3 separate regions of the Drosophila melanogaster genome follow, and regions 2 and 3 are each linked to region 1. A link is a contact called in public targeted proximity ligation data. All regions are on one chromosome and are shown on one strand. The core of a region is the stretch at or near the end of the contact, and the rest is flanking DNA. Distances in the headings are between cores, read along the strand shown. Region 1 holds the start of bip1 (bip1,). Region 2 overlaps nmo (nemo). Region 3 overlaps nmo (nemo).

Evidence for each region.
Region 2: a targeted proximity ligation map of the S2 cell line shows a contact between it and region 1, with 4 times the contacts expected there. A contact is called at or near these places in 33 of 107 Hi-C or Micro-C datasets (the Clone 8 cell line, the D17-c3 cell line, the Kc167 cell line and 12 more) and 6 of 7 datasets of targeted methods (the Kc167 cell line and the S2 cell line).
Region 3: a targeted proximity ligation map of the S2 cell line shows a contact between it and region 1, with 5 times the contacts expected there. A contact is called at or near these places in 35 of 107 Hi-C or Micro-C datasets (the Clone 8 cell line, the Kc167 cell line, the ML-DmBG3-c2 cell line and 17 more) and 4 of 7 datasets of targeted methods (the Kc167 cell line and the S2 cell line).

What each region holds. Positions count from the first base shown.
Region 1 is chr3L:8,056,645-8,060,963 of dm6, forward strand. It overlaps bip1 (bip1,), which reads right to left and starts at 2,069. Exons shown (of 4, transcript NM_139912.5): 1 at 1,817-2,069; 2 at 1,236-1,402. The coding sequence starts at 1,402. It overlaps tRNA:Leu-CAG-1-2 (transfer RNA:Leucine-CAG 1-2), which reads right to left and starts at 3,652; the gene lies at 3,570-3,652. tRNA:Leu-CAG-1-3 (transfer RNA:Leucine-CAG 1-3) reads right to left here and starts at 3,889; the gene lies at 3,807-3,889. tRNA:Leu-CAG-1-4 (transfer RNA:Leucine-CAG 1-4) reads right to left here and starts at 4,112; the gene lies at 4,030-4,112. It also overlaps asRNA:CR45868.
Region 2 is chr3L:8,022,215-8,026,599 of dm6, forward strand. All of the region lies in intron 3 of nmo (nemo), which reads left to right. Among named protein-coding and RNA genes, the nearest start is that of tRNA:Ala-AGC-2-1, 4.2 kb to the right of the region's middle.
Region 3 is chr3L:8,003,033-8,007,558 of dm6, forward strand. The region is part of intron 3 of nmo (nemo); the gene reads left to right. Among named protein-coding and RNA genes, the nearest start is that of tRNA:Ala-AGC-2-1, 23 kb to the right of the region's middle.

The DNA.
Region 1 (4,319 bases), core at 819-3,318:
CAACTTCCCCCTATTTTTGTTGTTTCTGCCGATTTGTGGAAGATGGGGGAATGAGGCTTATTTTCTTTTTGCCTTATGCTTATGGCTAGGCGAAACAACAACAACAATTAAGGCCTTTAGGGTGGACCGAATGCGAAATTATTGTGCAGGTCAGGGACAGCAAAATCATTTGCCTACTCATACCATATTTAATCTGACTTACTAGCCAAGTTTTAAATAAATTTTAATCGCTTGAAACCATTTTCATAAGAATGGTTTATGCTTAACTTACAAAACCAACGTACAACTGTGTGAAATTAAAATTATTGTCATAATTCACTTTAAAATTTCATACTATATCTTGAAAATTTTTAAACGGAACTCAATGACTACAGTTAGATAACCAACTATTATAATTAAACTTAGCAAACGTCATTCTTATTTCGATTTTGCTTATAAAAGTGACTTTCACTTTTTTGGTCTCAAAGTACATTTAGTGATAATACCGACGAAAGGTAAAATATGAGCTTTCCTTGATAATAAATAAAGCTTAACATTCTGGGGTTTCCTCGGAAAGAGGAAGAATTCGCTTAACAGTGGTCCACTCTAAACTCCATGGCCAATGCCAAGTAACTTTGGCAGACGGAACTCTATTTTTTTTTTTTGCGCACCAACTGCAGAAACTGGAGATGAAGAAGCAGCAAAGAAACACAAAATAACTTCACTTCACGGCCAGCAGAGCAGAGCCCCACGCGCATTTGTTGCATTTACAGGAGAGCGTGAGAGCTATAAATAAATGGGAGTCGGAATCTGGGACCTATCCCCCGCCCACCCACTGCCCCGCCCACATCGGCATTATTGCATTTCTGATTGCTGCACTGCACAAGTTCTTAGCCGCCATGGCATTGAAATATTCCTATGAAAATGATGCACTTTTATGCGAACCGAGAAAAAAACAGAGAGACAGAGACAGAGAAAGAGAGGGAGGGCGAAAGTTCAATGACCTTTGACTGCGAGTATCGGTATCGGTATCAGACGAAGAAGAGGAGCACCGAGCGGGGTCCAAAGCTTTGGATTGTTATGGCTTTAATGGTATGGTGTTTAAAATATAGAATGAGCACTTGTGATTCGCAACAAAAACAAGCTTCGGTGATCGAATCGATCGGAAAGCTCTCCGTAGGCTCTAAAAACAGGTTTAATGTGGTTCTTGGCAGGAGGAACCTACATATGTATGTATGTATGTGTATAATACTCACCGATCGGTATCGTGGACTGGAAAACGACGCAGATCATTGGGCTTTACATCCTGGCAACCCATCAGACAAATCCTGGAGGAAGGTGGCAATACTGGTTCCGGCCCATTCGCGCTAGGATTTAGCGACACAGCCTGGCAAATCCGAAGAGTGGTTATCGTATTCGTCATCTATCAAATATTATTTTAAAATTGGATAAAATCACTCATTTTAATTTAAGGTTATTGCTTCTTTTATCATTTTATTAATAAGCTCTAGTTTAGAAAACCATTAAAATAAGTACATACATATATCTTATTTATTTTCTTATTTTCTTTCTTGGAATAAAAGAAAACCTAGAGTGACCCCAAGAACTTTCGCTCTGGCGAATAAAAGCTTGCTTTGCTGCACGTAGAAAAGCACCAATAAGATGCACATCCACGGAAAAGCTTTTTTGGATAACTTGTGCTTGCCTTTCAAAGCCGCGTGGTCTTACCTTTTACAAAATACTTTGAAATTAAATATAAACATATGTACCCCACATCGCCATTATTTACCTATGCTTATCTTAGGAAAACAGATACATATGTACATAATGAACTCACCTGTCACACAAAGTCTCCTTTTCTCTGACCGGCAGTTCTGAGTTTAATAACCCCACGGCAAGAACTCTAGGTGAAAGCTTTCGGTTACGGAACTTTGAATACAATTGGCGCCGGTTTAAGCGATCGCAGCTAGATACGATTAAATGAAAAGGGCATCTATCTTCTAATTAGCGGTATGCTATGCGGCTCCGATTACGATTCTGTTACGTTCTGCATTCTATACTGCGCTACGTCACTCGTGGGAGCAGACTGTCGAAAGCTCCGCCTGCGTCACGCGAAGGCACCGCGCGAAGCTCGGTTTGGAGAGCGTCTCTCCAGCTTTGTCGAGCTTTGTGCCCATGCGTGCGAGATCTTCGCCGGAAAGCTCTGACAAATTCGGAATCAGGCTGAGATTTCAATCGCGCACAGTAAAAACTACCATTGAAGGACATTAAAAAATAGGTATTTCTTTTATGATTTATTATTTTAATGAGTCATATTTAAAATAATAGTGTTTTAAAGAATAAAGTACTGCGCAATGAATATGTATCAAATCGAAGAAAATAATACTTCAACTACTACTTAATAATATGATGTCTGCGCACCTTTCAATTACGCACCTTGTAGTTGATTGTATATAATATATTAATTGTACATTGCAATACTTAAATACCACTTAACTCTAGTTTTATATGCTTTTCGAGAAATTAGCATTTAGATAGCATTTTTGCTTATCAATTATCAATTTGTAGTGTCATAAATTTGCAACATAGCTAAGCCGCCAACTTTTCCATCCCATAATTAATTAAAAGTGTTAAAAGCTTTCCATAAATAAAGATACCAACAGCTGCAGGTGTTGCTTTGGGGCGTGCGTTCAAATGATTTTTGTACATTAATTACGGCCGCACAATTCGCGATTGGCAGCCTTCATTTGGATATTTAAAAGCCAATCAATTGGCGGTTCGACGAAGTCATAAATTTCAATGGGCGCTCATCAGACGAAGGAGGCAAGCCCCTCGAAAAAAAACAGGGGCGTCGAGCCGCAGATAAGCATCCACTTGTCACATCACTCATATTTCCAAGACGTCAATTTGCATTGTCTGTGGAAATTGCAGCCTGCAGCTTGCAGCTTCTTGCTGTCACATGCCAATTGACCCATTCGCCTGTTATGGCCAGGCCAGCCTCAATTTCTCAAGTGCTAAAGCAAATAAAACTTTAATGGCTAGTTTTACACTAGCCAAATTGTCAATTGTCGTGGCCAGTTGATTGCGTTTTACGACCGACAAACAGCAGCATAATTACGGATGGACCTGCACTGTTTTTTCCCAAGAACAATTGTGAAAACACAAACTACTGAGTGGGCCGCATTCGAAAACGCGCTCAGTCAGCATTTTAATTTCTGTCTGATTGAGCCGAATGACTCGAGCTGGCGATGAATGTAGAAGTAGAAGTGTTTGCAGGCGATGCCAGACGGCGATAATTCCCAAGGGGGCCAGGCTTGATCATCGCCTGTGTGGTCTCGCTGTATCTGTCGGTCTGCCCGACAGCCGGGGGCAATCGTTAACTGGCAGCCGATTATGTGATTGGAATATTGACAATTAGGCGGTTACAAATTGATTTACTTGTAATTTTTCTGGCGCCCCTGAGAGGGAAGCTGGCTCGTTAAAGCAATCTAATGTATGCTCCAAACAAATGGTGATCATTGTGAGGGGCAAAAAAAGTTTTAGTTGGAAAAATTAATCGTTTTGCTGAATGAAATTGGACAAAAAATCTTTGTCAGAAGTGGGATTCGAACCCACGCCTACAGAGTAGACTGCGACCTGAACGCAGCGCCTTAGACCACTCGGCCATCCTGACTCTCAAGAGCCGTAAGATCAAATTTTCTTTTGGTTGGGGACCACATACTGAAACGGTTCATTCTCAAAACTGAAAAGAAGTGTGTGTTTAGCACAAGTAAAAATAGTTTAATTGGTATTAGAAAAAAATTGTGGAAAATAGAATAAAAGAGTATTGTCAGAAGTGGGATTCGAACCCACGCCTACAGAGTAGACTGCGACCTGAACGCAGCGCCTTAGACCACTCGGCCATCCTGACTGTTAAACTAACGAGTGCCAATTTCCAGTTTGGTCAAGAGAGAGTATATTCTTGATTTAATAATTGTAAAATACTTTGGATTTTAGAAATTTTTATTTTTGTAGCTCAAAAAATAAAACGAAAAAATGGCAAAAAGTTCTTGTCAGAAGTGGGATTCGAACCCACGCCTACAGAGTAGACTGCGACCTGAACGCAGCGCCTTAGACCACTCGGCCATCCTGACATTTGTTGTTCGGGTGTCAGAAGGCCAATCCGATTCGCTGGCATTGTACTGCGGCAACATTAAGTATACGCCGTGTATTACGAATGTTTGAAAATCACACTTAACACTTTGAACTTGCTGCCCACACTCGAATGCACTCCCGATGAATTATTATAATCGGCACCCCTGAGGCAAAGACAAATTGCCGTTCGTCGCGGCATGGAAAGG
Region 2 (4,385 bases), core at 1,092-3,591, 34 kb before region 1:
ACTAAATAATTTCGATTGCCCACCTTTTAAAACTAAATAATTTCGTTTGCCCATCCTTTAAAATTCATTTTTAACGTTTGCCCACCCTTTAAAAATAAATTATTTCGTTTGCCCACCCTTTAAAATTTGTTTTTTTCGTTTGCCCACTCTTAAAACTAAATAATTTCGATTGCCCACCTTTTAAAACTAAATAATTTCGTTTGCCCATCCTTTAAAATTCATTTTTAACGTTTGCCCACCCTTTAAAAATAAATTATTTCGTTTGCCCACCCTTTAAAATTTGTTTTTTTCGTTTGCCCACTCTTAAAACTAAATAATTTCGATTGCCCACCTTTTAAAACTAAATTATTTCTTTTGCCCATCCTAAAATCTTAAGAATAAATAAATTCTATTGCCCACCATATAAACACGTGCCACTTTCCTAGTTTTAGGATCTGCCTACATAACACGTGCAGACGCACAGGTGTTTCTGGGTTTATATAGACCAAAAATTGGTTCCGATTGCCAATCTTGTAATTTACAGTTTACCAGGTAATTACATAATTTTCAAACCTCACTTTATGATAGGGTCCAATTTTTTACCTGTGACAAAGTGTTAAATTTTTTAAGAATGGGTTTTTCATGGCAGGTCAGAATCCTCTATAAAATCTAAAACACTTGTCGACCCTATCATAAAGTGAGTGTGGACCCTATCATAAAGTGAGGTTTGAAAATTATGTAATTACCTGGTAAACTGTAAATTACAAGATTGGCAATCGGAACCAATTTTTGGTCTATATAAACCCAGAAACACCTGTGCGTCTGCACGTGTTATGTAGGCAGATCCTAAAACTAGGAAAGTGGCACGTGTTTATATGGTGGGCAATAGAATTTATTTATTCTTAAGATTTTAGGATGGGCAAAAGAAATAATTTAGTTTTAAAAGGTGGGCAATCGAAATTATTTAGTTTTAAGAGTGGGCAAACGAAAAAAACAAATTTTAAAGGGTGGGCAAACGAAATAATTTATTTTTAAAGGGTGGGCAAACGTTAAAAATGAATTTTAAAGGATGGGCAAACGAAATTATTTAGTTTTAAAAGGTGGGCAATCGAAATTATTTAGTTTTAAGAGTGGGCAAACGAAAAAAACAAATTTTAAAGGGTGGGCAAACGAAATAATTTATTTTTAAAGGGTGGGCAAACGTTAAAAATGAATTTTAAAGGATGGGCAAACGAAATTATTTAGTTTTAAAAGGTGGGCAATCGAAATTATTTAGTTTTAAGAGTGGGCAAACGAAAAAAACAAATTTTAAAGGGTGGGCAAACGAAATAATTTATTTTTAAAGGGTGGGCAAACGTTAAAAATGAATTTTAAAGGATGGGCAAACGAAATTATTTAGTTTTAAATGGTGGGCAAACGTTTTTTATTGGAAATTTTTATTTTAAAGAGGTGGGCTAACGAAATTGGGTGTATTTTAAATGTGGGCAATCGAAAAAAAATTTTTGTTAAAGGTTTTTTAAAGGGTGGGCAAACGATAAAAACTAATAATAATGGTTGGGCAAACGTTTTTTGTTGATAATATTTGGTTTTAAGAGATGGGCAAACGATTTACTCTCTGATTAGACCGAGGTAAACTTAAAAGCCTTATATTTTCTAAAGTATAAATTTTTTCAAAATTCTAAAGGGTGGGCAAACGTGGGCAAACGATGTTATTGCGATTTAAAAAAAAAAATTTTGGAAAAAGCGAAATTTTTGATTTTCGAAAATTTTCGAACTTTTTCGAAAATTCATATCTCAAAAACTGGACGTGGGCAAAAAAAACTAATTGGTGGGCAAACATGGGCAAAAAATGGGCAAACGATTCCAGCTTTCAAATTTCAAAAATTCGATTTTTCCGACCCCAGCTTCTTTGAGCTCAATTTGACGCCTACATGCGAATTTGCTTTTTTTTTTCTCTCAGTTTCTTGTTTAATTTTATCATATCTTTAAATAAAAGAGGCGACCGACAATGTATTCAATTTACACTTGACACAATTCTCTTGCCGATACGGTTTTTAATAGTTTAAAAATAAAATTCGCTGCGTTCGGCCAATAAAAAAAGAGCGAGGGAGAGGGCTATAAAAAGGGGGAAATGAGAAGGGGAATGTGGGAGTGTGAGGCGTGCGAAGTGTGCACAAAATTAAAATTAGGCACGAACGCTGTCTCATTCCCGCGCGTGCACCCCTTCTCCCTCGCGCACTAGCGACCACATGGCGTCAGCTTGGCAGGGGAGCAAATACCAATGGACCCCACCCCACACCCCATAATCCCCATCCCCCCTGTCCACCACCTTTTCTCTTTTACTTTACAACGGGTGCGAGCGAGAGGCGCGCAACTTGGGCAAGGTCATTAAACCACACACACAAAAGCAGCGATGCCTTTTGAATCGTCACCATCAGCTGTTTGTGGTTTTGTTTCTTATTTTCTTGCGTTTTTTTTTTTTCTGTGTTGCTTTGCTGACTTTTTTCTGCATTTGCATTTTGTGTTGTGCTTTACATTTCCGCTTGCCAATGCATTTCCAAATTCACACACACACACATCAGTAATAACGCACCTGGTTTTCAACTTTATAGTGAAAATGCCGTAAACTGGGTCTAAAAGAAAATACAATACAGATTCTACGGCTTTGCCAATTTGCACTATTTTATTTATGCTAATGCACAGTGGGTTTTGATTAAGTTTTACGCACAAGCGGAAATGTAAATTTTTTCATTTTCTTATTAAAATTAAAATAATGTGTTCTTATTATTCCATTTAAATTTAAAATTGTTTTAAAATGTCAAAAACAAAACTTAAATTTCAGTGAGAACCTTTTTCCTGTCGGAAAACTTCTTGCAGGCACTGTGTCCCGGTGTGTGTAATTAACACGCCCACCAGCTCCCATGGCTGCCCTCCTTTTTTCGCTTTGGCCTCAATGCTGATTTGCATTTGGCTTTGCTGCCGCTTTTTCATTGTTTTTTTTTTTTTGTTTTGTTTTTACTGCCCGCCCTCCTTAATTTATGCATTTTTAAACATGTTTTGTGTCTGCCGCGTGGTGCTTCCTCTTTTTTAGTTGATTTTGTTGTGACATTTTTTTCCAGTTTTTTTCTGATTTTGGTGTGGGAAAATGGTCAACTGTCCCTACGTTGGTTATTTTTTAAACACACACACTGAGGTTAAAGCAACAATAATATTTGGCCAAAACTGATGGCACTTAAATGGTTAGAGATAGCGAACAAGCTTATTTTGCATTCTTCATTATGGATTTACGGATAAATTATTGAGGTATCGATGAACCCACGGATGGATACTGAATTTCGTATTTAATTGCAATTTATGTGAGAAACTCAAATGGGGAACTGAAAAATCGCTGGGTCTTTATTTATTCATGAGTATTTGAAAGTTTCCCTAATCTGGCTTCAATATCAGTTTAATCTGAAAGTGCCAAGTTCAAAAGGCCAAGAGGAATGCGCTATAATTGCGTCACCTGCAACCTGAGCTGACTCACATTCATAACACGCCTAAAACGTGTGATTAATCGAGACAATTTGTTTTTTATTTTTTTTTTTCTGAATAGAGATGAGAAACATTTGTTCGACAAATGTTTGTTCAAAACATATGCTAAACCAAAAAAACCACACAAACTTAAAGATGTTTTAGTGTGGCATTTGAATGGCTTCGAAATGCAGTTGCCAAATTGCTTAAAGCCTAAACCGATTACCAAATTTTGTTGTGTGTTGCCAAACAACAACCACAAAAGGCAACATTTTGGTTGTTAAATGCCGAAAACTTAAAAAGAAAACTCGGAAAGAAAAATTACACAAAAATTTCCACACAAATGTCCAAGCAAAGTGCACAGCACTGCAATTGTAAGCTGCAAGACAGAATTAATTTGCTCAAAAGTGTATAAATTTTAAAATAACCATATAAATTATCATTAAAATTTCATTGAGATTGTGTGTGTCAAATAAAAGGGAAATGCCAAAGAGAAAATTAAATAAATAAAACACGTTAAGCCATCCGAAGTAATTAACGTCAGCGATGAATGTCAAAAAGGTTAATTCCCCCAAAGGGAGTTCAATTTTAAGAGGCAAACATTTAACGTCAATTCAGCCAAAGGAAAAACTTGTTATAGCTAATAAATTAAAAATCTAAAAGCTGTTGTGTACAATCAAAAGCTAATAAAATACGTGTGTAGTTCTTGTTCTAAATTCCAAATAACTAAAACTATTTAAATGCCATATTTTTTTATGGACTGCATGTTCTATGCAAATACAAGAATGCCTCTCGGTTAAATGCTGACTAAAACAATGAAATTCAACCAGAGCATATAAAAATCGAAATACATTTCTGTGAAAAAAAATTACATTAAAACAATGCCAACGGCA
Region 3 (4,526 bases), core at 1,444-3,943, 53 kb before region 1:
TTATTTGATTGAATTGAGTTTTGTTTCGACCATGGCTTTTTGTTTTTCTCGCCGTCGTCGTCGTCGTCTACTCACTTGAGACCATTTTAAGTGTTTGCCGTATTTGCTTTTGACAATTTCTTGTATGCATTTCGATTTTTTTTTTTTCTCGTTTTTGGTTTCGGTTTTGATAATTCAGTATGCCGCAGTCACTTGAAGTTTTTTTTATGTTTTCAGATCGTTTGATACAAGCCAGATGTTAAACAATGAGTAGATAAGTGGTGCAGAAATAGGGTAGAAGTCTTTAGAGTCTTTGATTTATTTTGTGCGGCGCATATAAATAAAACTAGGGCTTAAATAAAATATTGCATTTTGATCTAGCAAGGAAATGGTATTATATAAATAATCACAGTTTTCGAAACAATTTGTGAGAGTTAAAATCACACAGTACCCAAAGATAGCTTAACAATTATTCAACATCTCGATATAACACAACTGTTCTAACAATCTCCCATTATTGTTCTCATTCTAAGTAAGTTTTGCAAAACTACAAAATTGCTGGTCTCACATTACGTGTATGCCGCACTTAACCCCAAACAATTCAGAGTGAGTTTGAGTCATGGAACAGTGCCCAGTTATTTAGCTGTACCAAAAAGATCGTAAGTTAAAGTTGAATATACTCCGCAGATGTATCTCATCATCATCTCATGTGTGTCTCATTAAAATTATATAGTCAGTGGGAGCTATGGTATGGAATACTGGGCCGATGGGGTATAACCACAATAAAAGTTGGAAATTAATTTCGAGCGCCACATTTAGCTGTCGTTGACTTTTACGCGCTGTTGAGCCACCAACAAACCCAAGCCAGCAGCTCAACCAACAAAGCAGAAACAACAACGTGGCTTTTTTGTATTTTTGTATCTTTTATCTATGCAAAAATAGGAAATTACAAAACACAAAAAAAATGTGGAAAAAAGTGAACTTTTCTCTTTTAAGTTGGCTTTAAAAGTGTGCATTTTAATGGCAAATGCAAAAATGTTTCTCCCACAAATGCTTCTTAATGCTTCGGTGCGTTTTTCTAGCTGCGAATAAACTAAACGCATGCAAAATGCAGGAAAAAGCGTGAGTTCGTCTTTGCTTTTATAATTTAAAAATGTTGCTTCTTTTTTCTTTATAGTGGGGTCAATCCAGTTTGTAAAGAGTGTTAGGATCGAGGGGTTATTTGTATGAATGTCCAGGCAGGTTAACCAAGTTTAATTGCCTTGACAACAGTCCCCGCGCGCCCTGCCGCTTTTGGCCAACTTTTAGTGCCATTTTGGTATCAGCAACAAAAAGAGAGTCAACATAAATTATATTTTTAATTAGATGAAGGTGTCCGTCTCTGTCTAGTCTATCTCCGACTCTCTCTCTTTCTCTCTCAGCCCCTATGCGTGTGTTTATTAAACATATTTTATGACCATATCGTATGGCAGTAACCCCTATACCCCTTTCTCTCCCCTGGGTGTTGGTTTCAGCTATTGTAAATTTAATTAGCAACTGGTCAAGTTAATTGGCTAAAAATGGAAATGAATTAAACGGCAAATGGCAGAGGTTCGTTGAACTAAACAGACTAATTAATGGCTGATTATATTGATTACATCGTATCATATCAAATCGTTGTGTGAATCCTTATCAGAAAAATATAAATACTTGGATAAGAAATATATACCTTATTTAAAATAACAAAAGAAATATGTTTCTCAGAACCATATCTTCAAAGTACCCCCCATAGTAACCTTTTTACAAACTGAACTTGCCAGCTGAAAACCATTTAGATCTTGATTAACTTTTGAAGGAGTGCAACAAAAGGCAGCAAATTTCCTAACTGTGGTCCAGTGCAGCTGTGCCACACAATAGACAAATAGGCAAGCGAGCAATGTAAAAAAAAAATAATAATAAACGAGAATTATGTTTATTATAGCCAGCAGCAGCTGATGATGTTGATGAATCATAGAGTCGAGACCCCGGCAACAATGCCCACATAATTGCCACTGAGAGCTTTGATAATGCCCCGAATGGATAGGCACATAATGGTTTGATATCCGTGAGTGGTTTCTTTTTTGGGGCTTGTGGCTTAGGTCCCCGCCACACGTCTGTCTCGTGTCACTGAGTCGCATTGACAGCCTGATAATTTTTATGGGTCAGCGAACAAAACCAGAAAACTGTCTACATCTGTCTCCAGCCTATCCCTTTGCCTTATGCACATATACTCGTATCTGTCACTTGGCCCATAAATAAGTTTTTGAAATATTTCAATTGAGCTGTTCTCGGCTTTCAGTTGCGACAGCTGCTGACCATTGACCAAATCACTTAGCCGTGGACACATGTTCCGAGATTAAAAACCTTCGGCGCTCACCTTTTCCATCAATCGCACCTTTTCTTGGGCCTTACTGAAACCTTATTCAAATCAATCAACGCCTTTTTGGCTTTCAAGCTGCCTAATTTGTGGGAGGTGGAGGGAAAAGTTCAAGACTCGGTCAAAGGAACTTGAATATTACTTGTGTGGGTGGGTGGAATAAAGTGTGAAATGACTGCAGATAGAAGTTGTGTGTCCCTAACGTTGATTTTTCAATAGAAACACTGGCATTTGAGATTATATTTAAATTAAAGGGCAATATAATTGCCTTTTTTTGACGTTCAATTTTGTGGCATGGTTACACCTTTGCTCGTTAGCATGGTCACACTGCGCACTGCAGTTATCGTAATTTATTTGATTTAATTAGTATACAGGAAAGTAGACTTGAGCATAGATTTTATAATAGTTTCTGATATTTTTTGCGTAAAAGTATTTTATGCATTTTTTTTTTACTTCAATTTTGTCAACGCTTCAGATTGCATGGACAAAGTGAGGCACAGCAGTAGAAAGAGAGGCACATACATGGCGCGAAAGAGACGGGGAGCTGCTGGCTTGTTGAGCTTGTGAGTCGGTTCAGTTGTCGGTTGTCTTGAAGTAGGTTAGTGGCACAAATCGCGCTGTCTGTTGACTGCTGCCGCAACGTGACTTTGCAGCGCTGCCTCTGCCGACGAGGAAAATTTATTTACATTTTGTGCAGTTAACATTTTCTGCATCTGCAGCTGACAAAAGTACTGCGGCCACACAAAAAAGTTTAACAATTTTAACAGCAAATATTTCTGCTTTGACATTTTGTTGGATTTTTTTTTTTTTTTTTTTTTGTTTACTTACTGTTGGTCTTGAAGGCTGTTTACTTTTTATACATAATTAGCCAATATTTATGACTGGAAGTTTGTCTTGTTTTGGTTTTTTTTTTGTGCTCAGGTTCATTTGTTATTCTTTTAGAGTGCCAAATCAGATTTCCGTTTTACTCACAGAGTAGGTGTCGCATATATATATCTGTAAATAGTATATATTCGATTTCTGTTTTCTGATTCAAAGGTGCGGCTTGAACATTTTGGTTAATTAAACTACAAACAATGCAATTAGCTTTTTGTCTACGATTGATAGCCATCGCTGCCTCAACGAACTTAACTCAAACGAATTGTGTTTTGTTTGCAACTAATTTGCATAAAATTGCAGTTAACACCTCTTTTGAGGTGTGTGTTTAAGTGGGCGGAGTGGGCGTGTAAATTGGGCCTTGGAAGTTTGTGGGCATTAGACAAGCGGATGTTGGTCGAAAAGCAATTGAATTTTGTATTTAATTTGATTATAAATGGCTGTAATTGGAAGAATACTAGCCACTAATTGGGAAATAAAATATTATTATGCTTTGCTAAATTCTTGCTGAAGTTTCAAATGATTAATGATAGCCATTAATGTTATGTTGTTAGCAAATCTGTCTGCATTAATCATAACTTTTTTCTTCAGTCTTTCAAAAATGCTCTTGTAAGCACAAATACTTTAATGCAAATTCAAGTGTTTTTAAAGAGATACAATGTTTTGTTTAGAACTTTTTCTATTGGCCAGCATCTTTTCCATTGCAATTGAAATGCCTTCAAGTGTGAAGAGTATGTCATATCTACCAGCTCCCCTTTGTTTTTTACGATCTTCTGCCCATTTTAATTTCCTGAAATATCTTCAGAGACTTCTTTATTTCGATTTCTTGTTGGCTGCAATAAAGTCGAAAAACAAACAAATAGCAAAGGAGCAGTAATAAACAAAAATGCAGGCTGTGAGATAAAGCGAGTGCATGTGTATGTGTGCATAAACATTCGCGTTAGTGAGCCCCCCCCCCTACCCCCTTCCCCAACCTTCTTTCCCCCTTTTCCCAGTGCTTTCAGCTTTTCCTCTTCCATTTCTTTGAACTGAACTTTTGCTACGCTTTTCTTTCTTTGCTTTACTTTATAATTTTTCCAACTTTTGACCCAGTTTTTTTCCTCTTCATGCGCCAGACAGTCGGGAATGCCCCCAACCCCCCTAAAAGTCGACAAACCACCCACCCACCGCCCACCGCCCACCTGCGTACCCCTCCGCACACCCCTCGGTACACCACGCCCCTGGAGAACGTTCTTTAAGAACTTTACACAACTTTAATTCAAATTGGAGCGGAATG